2 separate regions of the Sus scrofa genome follow, and region 2 is linked to region 1. The links are chromatin contacts, called in public HiChIP or PLAC-seq maps. All regions are on one chromosome and are shown on one strand. The core of a region is the stretch at or near the end of the contact, and the rest is flanking DNA. Distances in the headings are between cores, read along the strand shown. Region 1 overlaps FAM163A (protein FAM163A). Region 2 overlaps TOR1AIP1 (torsin-1A-interacting protein 1).

What was found. HiChIP or PLAC-seq counts read pairs in DNA pulled down with a chosen protein or histone mark.
Region 2: an H3K27ac HiChIP or PLAC-seq map of alveolar macrophages shows a contact between it and region 1. The contact joins two enhancer-like sites. A contact is called at or near these places in 1 of 5 promoter capture datasets (fetal liver), 14 of 47 Hi-C or Micro-C datasets (alveolar macrophages, blood, embryonic fibroblasts and 8 more) and 1 of 2 datasets of contacts at active chromatin or transcription factors (alveolar macrophages).

The regions. Positions count from the first base shown.
Region 1 is chr9:121,445,986-121,452,862 of Sscrofa11.1, reverse strand. It overlaps FAM163A (protein FAM163A), which reads right to left. Exons shown (of 5, transcript XM_021063745.1): 2 at 2,473-2,564. Among named protein-coding and RNA genes, the nearest start is that of TOR1AIP2, 40 kb to the left of the region's middle. Within about 2 kb of position 2,497, at least 9 of the 83 cell types and tissues checked have an H3K27ac peak or open chromatin away from gene starts, as enhancers often do. A contact at or near this core is called in alveolar macrophages, where this site is marked.
Region 2 is chr9:121,523,778-121,530,654 of Sscrofa11.1, reverse strand. TOR1AIP1 (torsin-1A-interacting protein 1) reads right to left here. Exons shown (of 11, transcript XM_021063744.1): 4 at 6,427-6,486. Among named protein-coding and RNA genes, the nearest start is that of TOR1AIP1, 12 kb to the right of the region's middle. Within about 2 kb of position 2,999, at least 1 of the 83 cell types and tissues checked has an H3K27ac peak or open chromatin away from gene starts, as enhancers often do. A contact at or near this core is called in alveolar macrophages, where this site is marked.

The DNA.
Region 1 (6,877 bases), core at 1,248-3,747:
AAGTTCCATGGAACATGTTCTGTTTGAGCTGAATCCTAAAAGCTCAGGGCGGCTTGGCCAGTAGACAAGGTGGAGAAGGCGAATGCACAGCCCAGGAGTGTGGAAGGATACAGGGGTTCCAGGAACAACTGTAAGGAATCTGGAAAGGTTGAGGGTGGGTGGGCATCAAGCTGGAGAGGCTGCAAGGCAGGCAAGGAATTGGGATTTAACTCTCTTGGAGACCATGGGGCCTCCTGAAGGGTCGCAGTAGGGGAGGAGCGTAATCTCGCTTTCTCCATCTTTTTAAATCCTGCCCTTTCTTCGAGGCTCTGAGAAGCCTTCCCTGACTGCCCCATCACGATGCCTTCTCTTTCTGGACTTCTACCATGCCACTTTTAACATCCTTTCTTGGTAGGATGTTTGTCAACTTTCATGTGGCAGCGTTTTAACTCCTTCCCTAAATTATGAGTACTGTGGGGTAAGGAGCTGTGTCTTATACAGCATTAGACACAGTGCCTGGCACACTGCAGGTACTAACAAGTTTGGTAATCTCTCCTTGCAGCATTTCTTTCACAAGCCTGGCAGTAATGACTCTGATCCACCACCAGGGGGCACCAAGTTGTATCGCTCAGGTCACATTCCAGCTGCAGACTAGAGCATCCTTGTTGAAGACCAATTTGATTTTGCTCTGATGCAAGCAAGGTAAGCCATGCCTCAGGGCTGCAATGGGGCTTTTTTTTGGGGGGGGGTAAGTGAACCTCAGCCTTGGGGCGACATATATCTTCACAACAACACTCCCCTTCTCCTGCTTCCCCTCCATGTGGGCTGCTTAAGCAAGAGAGAGGCCTAGGGACCTCAAGTTGGGGGAGGCAGCAGTGGCCCACACTACTGAAAGTCTTGGCCTAGTCCCCTGGGATGTGCCCAGGCTGTGTTTTCGGAAACAGAGAATAATGAAGCCATATAAGAACAGAGCCCTCCCTCTTTCAGGACCACGAAGGCTGTGTAGCAGAAGTGGCCTGGAAATGGGGCGCAGGGCAGTGCGGCAGTGCCATGGATCCGAAGGCCCTTCGAGACCCAACTGTGCCACCTAGCAGATACCCCATCTTGGAAGCGGACCTTCTTTCTCACTTATAAAAGAGAGATACACAAAAAACCCAGTTCACAAATCTGATTGTAAGGGAAAAGATTCATGTATGTGAGGGCCCCTTGGAAACTCTAAGATATCCTTCAGACATAGTTATTTGTGGGGAAAAGGAAGGCCCGGAGGTTTTGTGGCCACTTAGGTCTGGCCTGATCATCATAAACCAAGAAAGCACATGTCAAGGGCATGTGGTAAACTAGCCAGATCCCAGGCAGCTTTGCCAGGGCCCGGCCCTGATGGTGCACCGTAGCATTTAAATTCCTACCCCAGTGGCTCTCTGGGATTTCAGGTGGGCTCATTTCCTCTTTGCAAATGATCACAATAACTCCCTGAATCTAAACAGTATTCTGTAGTTTACATGTTTCCCTTTCTCTCCCCATTTACAACAGGCAGGCTCTAAGATGGCCCCAAATGAGCCTGCCCCCCCAGCAATCATGCCTTGGGTACCTCCCTCCCCTGGAGGGTGGGTGCCAGTGTGACTTGCTTCTTAATAGAATACAGCAAAGAGGACGGGATGTTTTCTGTTCGTCGACTCTATGAAACTCTGACTTTCCTCTTACTGGCCAAGACATTCTCCCTTGCTGGTTTTGGTTCAGCCAGTTGCCACGTTAGGAGGGCCCATGTGTTAAGGAACCGAGGGTGGCTTCTGGCCTTCAGTTCAACAGACAACAAAAGCTGAAGCCCTCAATCTAATGGTCCCAAAGGAACTGAACAATCACATAATTGAGAGCAGAAGAGCTGATCCTTCCCCTGTCAAGCTTTCAGATGAAACGGTAACCCCAGTGGACTCCTTGAACGCAGCCTCAGGACACACCCTGAAACACTGCAACCAGCGGGCCACGCCTGGATTCCTGACCCACAGAAACTGTGAGATAATTGGTGTGGGTTGTTGCAAGCTGCTAAGTATGTGGTGGTTTGTGATACGGCAAAAGATAACCACTACACCTCCTTTGAGCCTTACCAAAAAAACCCTACAGGAGGAAAAGCCACAGCTTTACGCAATTTGCATAAAAGTCATACAGTAGCAAGTGTCTGAGTCAGGACCCAAAGGCAAGTGGCATGGAGTTTTGTCACAACAGCTGCCCGATTAACTTCCTGAGGCTTTGAGAACAAGGTTCCTCTGTTTTCTTGCAGGGCTGAGCAGGTCTGCATAGATGGAATCAGCGAGGACTGATTCATGGGCTGAGGGCAGCCAGAGAGGACAAACCTGGTGCCAACTGCAGACCCCCAGGGTCTGCCCTCTGTAACCAGGGCTTTCTGGGAGCTCCTTCTCCACCAACACTTCTCTCCATCCAGGGTCTTGGCACCATCTCCTGAGGTTAGGGGGAGGGTGGCCTGTGCCTCACACTTACGTGAAATGGCTGGAGCAGCGACGACCCAGTCACGCAGGCTGTGGCTGAGTGGACAGCAGCTGGGGGTGTGTCATGGCCAAGGGCATCAGTCCCTGCCAGAGAAGAGAGGGGAGAAGGGTCAGTGAGAGCTGGAGAGGAAGGCTGAAAGGATGGAGGTGCATGCTGGCCCCTGGTTGTGACCCCAGGACTCTGGAGTGGATGTCCCCAAGGGGGCTTGTTTCCTGATCTCCGCTGCTGCCTTGGTTGGAGGTCCCCCGGCCTAAAAATCTGAGATCAGTCCTATAAGGCCACATCCTATCCTGTCCTTGTTTCCTTCCCTCAGTGCTGCTGCTGGGAACCCTCTGCCTGATGCAACAGCAGGATGCTGGACAAGAGCCTCTGTCTGCCCTGGGAAGGGAGGCTAAGGGGAGGAAGTCCAGCTGCCTCTTTCATGCTCCATTGGCAGTGCTGGAAGGGCTGGCAGTTTTGAGTCCGGTCCAAGAGCGCCACCTGGAGGAGCGAGAAGGACCCCCCCCCCAACTCCGAGTCCTGGAGGCTGGAGGTGGCCTGCAGATGCCAAGGGGCTGAGCAAGGAGCTGCCAAGGACTCCTGGAATAGAGGTGATGCGCTCGCCTGGGGTAAAGGCCTGGCAGGGAACTCCAGAAGAGCCCCCCAAAGCATTCACAAAAGCAAGAGCCAGTCTGAAGTTTCTCCTTGCTCTCTAACCAGTAAGAATTCTCCATTTCCATCCTGGCAGCTGATGAAACAGCAGCTCTCGGGGATGGTGGGAGAGAGGATAAGAGTTGGGGGAGGGTAGATGGCAGAGGACATTGCCACCACCCCAGCCACTTCCAGCCTGAAGCAGATTCAAACTGGAGGAAAGGAAACGATTAAAGCTGTCAGATGGGGAGTAGTCTGAGTATCACTCATGACTGACATTCTAATTTCTGAGCTGAAACTGTATCTGTACCTTAGAGTGACTATAAGACTATCACCTAAGAGTGAATGAAAAAGCAATGGGGCTGGCCCAAGCTTCTATTTAGGGGAAGGAGCCAATTTCTCCCACTGAATACACTTTAAAGGATTACTTGAGGAAAAAAAAAAAATCAAAGTTGCTTTTTGAGCATAAACCACTCAACACGCTTGTTTAACAAACCAGTTACTTATAGAAAAATGACTTGTGGAAATGGACGCATTCTAAGAGATCTGGCCAATATCGCTATTACCTAGATGCAGAAACCAAGTTCAGAGAGGACAAGTGACTTACTTAACCACACACAGCAAGATGGAGAGAGAGCTGGAGAAGCACTGGGGAGCAGAGCCTCTCGCCCCTGTCATGAGGATGCGGTCTCTCCTTCCAGAACCTTTGCACTTGTCTCACCAGGAGCTTAGGTGACCCCTGAAGTAGGATTTCTCAAATTGGCTTGATGGCAACAATCACCGGGGCCACATGTTAAACAGAGACTCCAGACCTACTGAAGCGGCGTCTCCAGGGGCGGGGCCCAGGAATCGATCTTCAACACGGTTGAGTCTTACCATCTGGCCCTTCTGGGAAGTGATGCAGGAATGAAGGTCTTTGGGAGGATTTCAAGCTGGAGGCAGCAGGGGTGGTGGGTGACCTTGCAGAGCCTGTGGCATCACCCTCTGCTGCCCATAACAAGACTGGCTCTGGATGCTGTGTCCTTGGGGCAAGAAGGCCAGAAGGAGAAGGAGGGGAGCACGAGGAGACCCAAGATACCTGGTGTCTCCGGGTGGGATGGAGCCAATAAACAGGTCAGGATGCAGGACTTTAAGGCCATTCTTCCAGTAAAGGCTGGGAGCACATTAAAAGCCTCCCTGACAGAAGGTGTTGCAAATAGGTTTCCCCCTCCCCATAAGGTGCAGGGGTCTGTGCTCTCTCTCAAGGGCCCCTGCCCTCAATGACTTCAGTGCCCCAAGGCAGGGTGACCTCCCTCACTGCCTCCCTCACCCCCTCATGGTGGCAGGAAATGCTGCCGCAGCTGGCACCAGCACATGTAATTAATGATCAGCTGCCCTCTGCACCCTGCTCGGCCCCCTCAGGAGCACAAGTTAATTGGGGCCAAAGCACCGGCTGAGCTCAATTTCTTCCAATGCAATTAAGCCTTCTCCAATCATTTATTAACTCGTGAAATTGACACAGCAGGTTAACAGCCTGGAAGAAGAGGAGCAGTTTTTTTTTTTTTTTTTTTTCCCCCTTGTTTCCTGTCTTCTTGGACCTCAGTGCTCAGGCAGGGCTGGCCAAGGGGATCAGAGGAAAGGGATCCTTTTAATTTGGCCAATACCAAGCCTGGACCCCTGGGATAAGCGTGGGATGAACTGGTGGTCAGATTGGTTCCTCTGCCCAAGATGAAGTACTACAGCCCAAGAGGCATGTGGTTTGGGAAGAGGGGGCTAAGAGATACAAGGAACTTTCTGCAAATCGTCAAAGGAAAAAAGAAAACCTCAATATAATAATGAGCAGTGGACAGGTGGTTTATTTAAAAAGCAATCCAAAGGCTGACAAGAAAATGAAGAGACGCCCACACTTATAAATAATCCGAGAAATGCGGGAGTTCTCTTCTGGTGCAGTGGGTAAAGGATCTGGATTGTCAGTGCTGTGGCTCAGGTTGCTGCTCTGCTGCAGGTTCGTCCCTGGCGGGAGAACTTCCGTGTGCTTTGGGCATGGCCAAAACAATAATCTGAGAAATGCAAACTGAAACCACAATGAACTATCACCCTCTACAGGGAGACTGGAAAAAATTAGGATGGTGGACAGTGTGCCAAGTGCTGCAGCACATGTGGGAACTTAGGGGCACGGCTGGTGGGATGTAGTTAGGACAGCTGTTGAGGGAGAGACCTGGCACTCCTTGGTCATACGGAGTTCACACATACCCCACGAAAGAGCAATTCCGCTCCTGGGTCTGTGTCCCCCAAATTTCTCAACATATCCATAAGGGGCTATGTGTGAAGATGTTCATTGCTGGGGGGGAATTGGAAGCAAGCTCAGTGGTCATCACTGGAATCAGGTAGACGCACACCTCAGAGGACAAGGCAACTCTAGAAAAGCAATGGACCAGATGGACTCCAGGAGCACAGAGCAACCAGGATCAATTGTAGCAGGGGGCTAAGTGAAAACAAACAACAAACACCCACCCAGAGTACGATGTATAATACTACTTAGATAAATTAAAAGTACAAGCATACACATCAACACTTTACATTTTCAGGAACACATCCCCAAACCAAACACCGCCCCCAAGCACCAGGGTCTAGAGAACAGATCGGTGGTTGCCAGAGGTGGGGTGGGGGTGGGAGAAATGGATGAAGGGAGTCAAAAGACATAAAATTCCACTTATAAAATAAATAAAAATAAATAAGTCACAGACAGGTAATGTACAGCATGGCGACTAGCATTCATAATACTCTATTGTGGATTTGAAAGTTGCCATAAAGAAGATCTTACAGGTTCTCATCATAAAGAAAACATGTTTCGGTAACTATGTGGTCAGTTAAACACCCCGCAGTTGGTCTGTGAGGAAGGCTTTAAGACTGGAGAGGTCGTGACGTTTTTTGCATTGTCTTTGCAAACTGTTAGTAACTCACAAATGTGAGTGACATTTTTTTCTCACTGCAGCCAAATGAAGGGGCTGAGTTCAGTCCTGGGAGCATATCTGTGGAATACAGATGCACTCACATTCAGCCCTCACAGGAGTTTAGAGTCAGAAGTGACCACGGGCCTGATGGCCCTTGGGACAGATTTTGGCTTCCTATAAGCCTTAGAATGCGGGTTAGAGTTAAGTCCTATCTAGATTCTCAGAACACATGACCCCAGTGTGCACATGTGAAAACAGTTGGTCATTCTCCTCCATTCTGGCCTTGACCTGCCTCTCAGATAAAATGTGTCCCCAGGTCTGCTGATCATGACCTTCACTAGCGTGGTGACACAGGAGATGCTCAACTCATGTTTGTCACAGAAAGAGACCCATGCCAGGTTTGTGGGACATCTTCCTCACCAATCGCCCACTCACCCCTACCGCCACTGCCCACCTGTCCTGCCATGGAGCATCTTATGGGCACCCCCAGCCCCACCTGCTGCACCTCACAGCCTTCCCTAAGCTCTCTGCCTGCGACCCCCCCCCACGGGCTAATAACCTATAGGACACAGTGGGACTTAATTACATGTCATGGTAGCTGGGTGCAGGCTATTTTGTACAGACAAAGCTCATCTCTGCAGCTCTTGGGACCAGGCTTCCTGATCATGGATCTGTTCTCTCTGCTTCAGAGAGATGGCTGCAGAGGTCAGCAAACATGTTAAGGTCTTGGTTCACCTTGGACTTGGGCTTCTTTCCCTTTCTGGGGAGGAGTCCATTACTGCTAACAGAGTTCTCCTGAGTCTTCTTGTCTGATAACCAGGCACGGCAATTGT
Region 2 (6,877 bases), core at 1,750-4,249, 77 kb before region 1:
CCTCATTTTAGTTATAATGTTTTTTTTTTTTTTTTATCTCTAGTCTTTCTTTTTGATTCTTAGGATTTCTCTCTGCTTACATTATTCATCTGTTCTTGCATGCTGTCTACTTTATTCATTAGAGCCCTTACTTAGCATATTAATCATAATTACTTTAAATTCCTGGTCTGTTAATTCTACATCCCTGCCACATCTAGTTGCTGTTTACTGTATCTTTTCAAACTATGTTTATTTCATTTTGGCATTTCTCACTAATTTTTTTGATAGCTGGACACAAGATACTGGCTAAAAAAAAAACCAGCTATAAATAAGCCTTTAGTAATATGGTGGTGGTATTGGGAGAGGGGAAGTATTCTATAGTTCTAGGTTTCTGTTTTTTAGTAAGCTTTATACCTCTGGACCATGAACTTCACAACAATTCCTTTCTTTTTGTCCCTCTTCCCCCTTTAGGTGGGACAGCATGTCCAGAGTGGTCTGGAGCTGAGTAATTACCTCCCCTCAGGTCAGTTGAGCTTTGATAATAACACAGTAGGTTAGGCTCTAGTTAACTAGATTTCCCGGAGGACTTGCCTTGTTAAGAACACGTGCCCTGGAATCTTTCAAAATGTTTCCTTCCCCTTCTCCCTTGCAGAAGCAAGATGGGATCTTGTGCTGATGTTTATCAGGGGGAGTCTGGTTGAGCTTCTGGAGGTAAACCTCACAATAGAGTACGAGCCCCCCTTTCACTGGGTCCTCCTGGAATTTTTAACTCTCAGTTATGTTCATGCTGAGCCTCTAGCAATTCATCAACTGCGGCTCAGGTTTTCCAGTACTACCTCGTGCAGAGGCTTATGCTTCTGAGTCCATATGCCAGTAAGCCATGATGTCCTATGTTTGCCTGTTTCTCCAATCCTGGGGGCAGCAGTCTGACCTGGGTCCTTTCCTCTCTTACAGATATAAGAAGAGTTGTTGATTTTTCAGCTGTCAGTTTTTGACTTGTTCTTAAGTTGAAGTAGTGACTTCCACGCACCTCACATGTGCAACCAAAAAGTCACCCTAAATAATATTTTGGATAAATGAATAAATGACGAAGGCTGAGAAGTGAATTCTTCCTAAAATGGCAGGTTCCAACAACACCTAAGTGTAAGTCATATAATACAGTAGCTTTGCTACAGTTACATTTATATTAGGACATTATATTTTATGTAGCTGAAAAATTATCTGGTGTAACAAAATTTAAGGCTGAACTGATTTCTGAATCTGTATTAATGGAAAGAAAAATATGTTTAAGATTTACACTATTCACTGAGCTATCAGAAAAAATAAATAGTACAGTAATCCCTCCCTTTTTCATCCTCATATAATTTATTTCTACATACTTGTGAAGTTCCAGGTCACTATGTCTAGAGCCAATTAACTAATAATCAATACTTTATATACCAGGTTGCCTAAAACGCAATCTCCTTTTTTTTTCTGTTTATGTTCTAATTAGCATGGGGGAAGATTTAAGAATTTTTTTTTTTTTTTAGGGCCACACCCGAGGCATACGGGAAGTTCCCAGGTTAGGGGTTGAATCAGAGCTGTTGCTGCTGGCCTGCACCACAGTCACAGCAACGAGGGATCCAAGCCTCATCTGCAATCTACACCACAGCTCACAGCAATGACAGATCTTTAACCCACTGAGAAAAGCCAGGGATCAAACCTGCGTCCTCATGGATACTTGCTGGGTTTGTCACAACTAAGCCACGACGGGAACTCTCAAGAATTATCTTTTAACCAGCTTATAAATGGAGTTCCCTATTTCCTTTTAATACCTCTAATACGTTATATTTGAAGTATTTAATAAATCACAGATTTAATCTATTTTTGAACACTTTTTTTTTTTTTTTTTTTTTGCTTTTTAGGACTGCACCCATTTTGTAACTTTTAATCTAGTGTCTACAGATGCTTTATTTAGAATTCTTTGCTCCTAACAATAAGTATTTATCAGCAGTACCCAAGACAAAAACAATAACATGTCAAGCAAGGCTATCTTAATAATACCACTAAGAACAGAAAAACAGTATTTCGTGTCTCATAATCCAGTAGTATTTTATGAACTAGGCAGCTTAAATAATAATACATCCTACTTACCTGATAAATAATCATCATTGTAATAGGCTTTTATCTTGGCTATAAACACATTTCTCACTTTAGAAAATGAAACTCTAGAAATTTACGTCTACCAATTTAGCATTTGATCATTTTAAAATTTAACATAAGGTATCTCAAAGAGCCACAGCTAATGTGAGAATGCTATCTCTAAAGAGTAAAGAGTTTCTCACATTGCATGGACTCTAAAAGTACAATAGTGACATTCTATTACAAGACAAACTGTAGTATTTGCAGCTTTCCTTCCCCATTCTGCCTGCTCTTCATCTTTCAAAATTCAGTTCAAATGCTATCTCCATAAAAATGTTCCTGACCTCTTCCACAGAGTAGGGCACTTCTTTAGGCAACTATTACTACAAACACACACACACACACACACACACACACACGCCACCTTTTTTTTTTTTTTTTGTCTTTTTGCCTTTTCTAGGGCCGCTTCTGCAGCATATGGAGGTTCCCAGGCTAGGGGTTGAAGCGGAGCTGTAGCCACCAGCCTACACCAGAGTCACAGCAACGCGGGATCTGAGCTGCGTCTGCAGCCTTCACCACAGCTCACGGCAACACCGGATCCTTAACCCACTAAGCAAGGCCAAGGATCCAACCCACAACCTCTTGGTGCCTAGTCAGATTTGTTAACCACTGCGCCACGACGGGAACTCCAACACACGCCACTGTTTAACACTTCATTTTCTTTTTAACCCAAGCTACAAAGAATGTTCAGATAAATATTTAAATATAATCTGAAAATAAACCAGTAGTATCTATGACTACATAAATTTTAATTTCATTTCCCTCTTTTATTATTCAGCTTCCTTTACTTTAAACTTCCTGATTGCTACATGTGGAAAGTTAAAGCGTTAAAAAAAAAAAATTGCCTTTTTTTCTTTGTGGCTACGCCAGTGGCATGTGGAAGTTCTGGGGCTAGGGACTGAACCCAAGCTGCTGCAGTGACAATGCTGGGTCCGTAACCTGTTGTGTCACAAGGCAATTCCTAAAAATATTATTTTAAAAAGATATTACTCTTCTCTACACTGATGCAGACATTTTAAGAAATTAAAATCCTATTTGGAGCAATAATACTCTTAATTTAAAAAGTTATTATAAGAAATGGTAAAAGCTGTGGCTTATTTATTTTTGTCTTTTTGCCTTTTTAGGGCTGCAACCTAGGCATGTGGAGGTTCCCAGGCTAGGGTCAAATCCGAACTATAGCTGCTGATGTACGCCACAGCCACAGCAATGCCAGATCGGAACCGCATCTGCGACCTACACCACAGCTCACAGCAACGCTGGATCCTTAACCCACTGAGCAAGGCCAGGGATCGGACCTGCATCCTCATGGATACTAGTCAGATTCGTTTCCACTGAGCCACGACGGGAACTCCCCAAAGCTGTGGCTTTTCGACAATGGCAATAATTCAATATGCTATTAAGGAGATGTCACTTTTCTAACAATTTCAACCAATTTGGAAAAGGTACTTTCAAAAGCCCTAGGTCTTCATGTTTGCTGTAAAAATAGGTTACTTACAACCACCTCCTCTGATGGAGACCGTCCACTAACTGTATCACTTTCTGCTCACTTTCTTTTACCTGGCACGGACAAAGCCCCAGGCATATTTCTACTATAGACTTTCCTATTCCTAGAGACCTGTGGAATGTGAGGAAGTGTAAACTTCGTTTATCATGTTGTGTCTGGAGACAAAGATATGAAGATTCAGAAGTGAGATTATCATACTTTCTCAAAGAGAATACTAGATAGAATACAGAAGTCATTATGTCTCCTGTTTTTTTGTGTTGTCAACAAAATCTAGTGTGGAATGTTACAATAAATCTACGGGCCAGGCAAGTATTTTAACTCTCTGAATTTACTCTTAGAACAAACAAATGGCAATTTTGTTAATGTGCTGCCTTCATTTCTGCCACTGATGTAATCAGGGACTGATAAACTTTCTCCCCTTCAGAGCAGAACAGTGACTATCTTAGGCTTTTTGAGACACATGAGGTCTCTATCATATGTCAGTGTGTGTGTTTATTTCACAAAATGTAAAAATCTTTTCTTCACTCATAGGCTGTACGCAAAGAGGACTGCATGTCAGATTTCACTTAGAGACTATGGTTTGTGGAGCCCGGCTATATATTAAGAAAGGTAACTTTTAAGATGAATTATTCAATGCCAATCATGCTTTAGAAATCAGATAGTAAGGCAGCAAGAAAAAGAGAATAAAAAATAGTCTGCAGACATTACTAGTGTTCAAGTTCCATGAATAGCCATTGTATACACTCCAAGATGTACTAGCATTACTATTTAAAAAAAAAATAAAAACAGCAGATGGTGTCATTTTCCATATTGATCTCACAGGAATTTCCTTTAAGCTGGCAAGCACTATTTTTTAAAGTCAGTTTTTATTATAAAGTACTTACAGAAATGATTTCTAAATCTAGCCTAGAGAAAAAAATAAAAGTGCTAGACTATTTCAGTTCCAAGTTCTAATTAAGACGGTATGACTTTAAAAGATTTTTTAAAAAGTTTTTAAATAGAGCATTTGAGAAACTCTGGTGGGGAGAAGTAAACGTGCTAAGTTGTACACTGCGTGAATCGTTTTCAGTACCCAGACACTGTAAATCCTGAAGTCTCTAAGAAAAAGGAGCCTGAGCTTAAGTTAAGGACAAATGTAAAACAAGCTGCAACTATTTATAAAGAAAAATGAAGCTTCCCTCCTTTTGACTCATCTCCAAATTTAGAAAAGAACTGTAACTTAAGCCTAAATCCAACCACAATCAATACACACATATCTCGGTAGCTCATGTACTACACCAAGGAAAACACTGAAAAAACTTGAAACCACTTCGATAAACACGGCAAAGGACGCTGAACTTACTGTGAAAAATCTCCAATTCACTTCCTAAATCAACAAAAAGACCTTAATGGTAAACTGATACCTGCTTTCTCTCAATACTGTGGACTTAACAACTGCCAAGAAAAGCTAAAATGTATCTGTTATTACAGTTTCCTACACAAATTTAAACAATAATATAACAAAAGACCATTTCAGAGAGAATAAAAACCAAGGCTTAATTACTAAGAAAGGTCACAGTCCTAAGGACACTGTTCCTCAAGCCGAGAAAATGAACAAAGTGATACTCTCGAGCCAGGGACCAAATGAATGTACCCCTGTATTCTGCTGATAATTAGAACCCTCACAGAGAACCTGTCAGAATTAGAGATAAACAAACCTAATTCACTCATTTTAGTACTTCCATTTGTTTTGTATGCCGAATCTGCAAGAGACAGCAGGAAAATTATTAGAGCTTAAAAGGAAATGTATCATATGTTTCTTTACTACAGTTCAGCATCAAAACCTTGAGATTTTTATCATTACACTTAAAAGGACAGCCATCTGTCAAAAAAAAAAAAAAATCAATCTAATTCTTTTTTTTTTTTTTTTTAATATGGAATGCTTCAGGAGTTTGCATGTCATCCTTGCTCAGGGGCATGTTAATCGTCTCGGTACCCTTCCAATTCCAGTGTAGGTGCTGCCAAAGCAAGCTCCCGAATTCTTTTTTAAAGGGAATGGAGAGGAGTAGAAACCTTATATGATGAGAAATATGCTTCGTTTTTAGTTCCCACATTAAAGCACCCTTAGCGGCCAATAAACTCTAGAAGGAGAAGGGGACCTCTTTGAATGCCGTTACTAGTTTTCTTCCACAGTCATGAAATCCTTTTAAGGACAATACTTTCAAGGTTTTAGTTACAAAGAAATATAACTGAGGCAAGGAAAGTTAATAGCCCTGAGCCACAAAGCCTCAGTCTTGAATTTTTTATTAGCATTATACTGGGAGGAATAAAAATTCCCTAACCCTAATTTAAAACCATTACACTAACAAAAAGAATTACAGCCACACATAAGAAACAACCTCTTAAAAAGAATGAGGATATCCTTTATATACTTACAGGGAAAGATGTCTCAAAATATTTTAAGTAAACATTAAAAAAAAAAAAAAGAGTAAGAAGAAACAGAAAAGAGTATTTATTGAGCCAAAATTTGGGTTAAAAAAAGAGAGGAAAAGATCATTTACACATGAATTTCCCTATATCTCCATAAAATATCTCTGGAAAAATACTTAAGAAACTGGCAACAATGGTTGCCTCTGATGAGGTGACTGGGTGGATAAAAGACAGAGGGGGCAAGGAGACTTTTGGATTTTATAGAAACTTTTGAAATTTGAACCATATAAATACATGCAGTATCCTATTTAAAATATTAAAAAGTCGAATCAATAGACAAAACAATCTCTTACCAGATCTTGAGCTTCTTAGAGGGGGTCTACGCAGGCTGATTACAGGATCTTCACTGACCACTAATATAGGAAGAAAAAACATTAAAGAAAAAATACAAAATGTCAAACATACTAGATTTATTACATAATCATCTATTTATTCAGCAAAGTTTTTTTCTGAGTTTTCCATTATGCTAAGTATGAAAATACAATAGTGAACTAGCGACAAGTTTCCAGCCATAAAAAATTTATGGTGGAGCTCCCGTTGTGGCTCAGTGGTTAACGAATCCAACTAGGAACCATGAGGTTTCGGGTTTGATCCCTGGCCTTGCTCAGTGGGTTAAGGATCCGGCGTTGCCATGAACTGTGGTGTAGGTCGCAGATGCGGCTCAGAACTCGCATTGCTGTGGCTCTGGCATAGGCCAGTGGCTACTGCTCCGATTAGACCCCTAGCCTGGGAACCTCCATATGC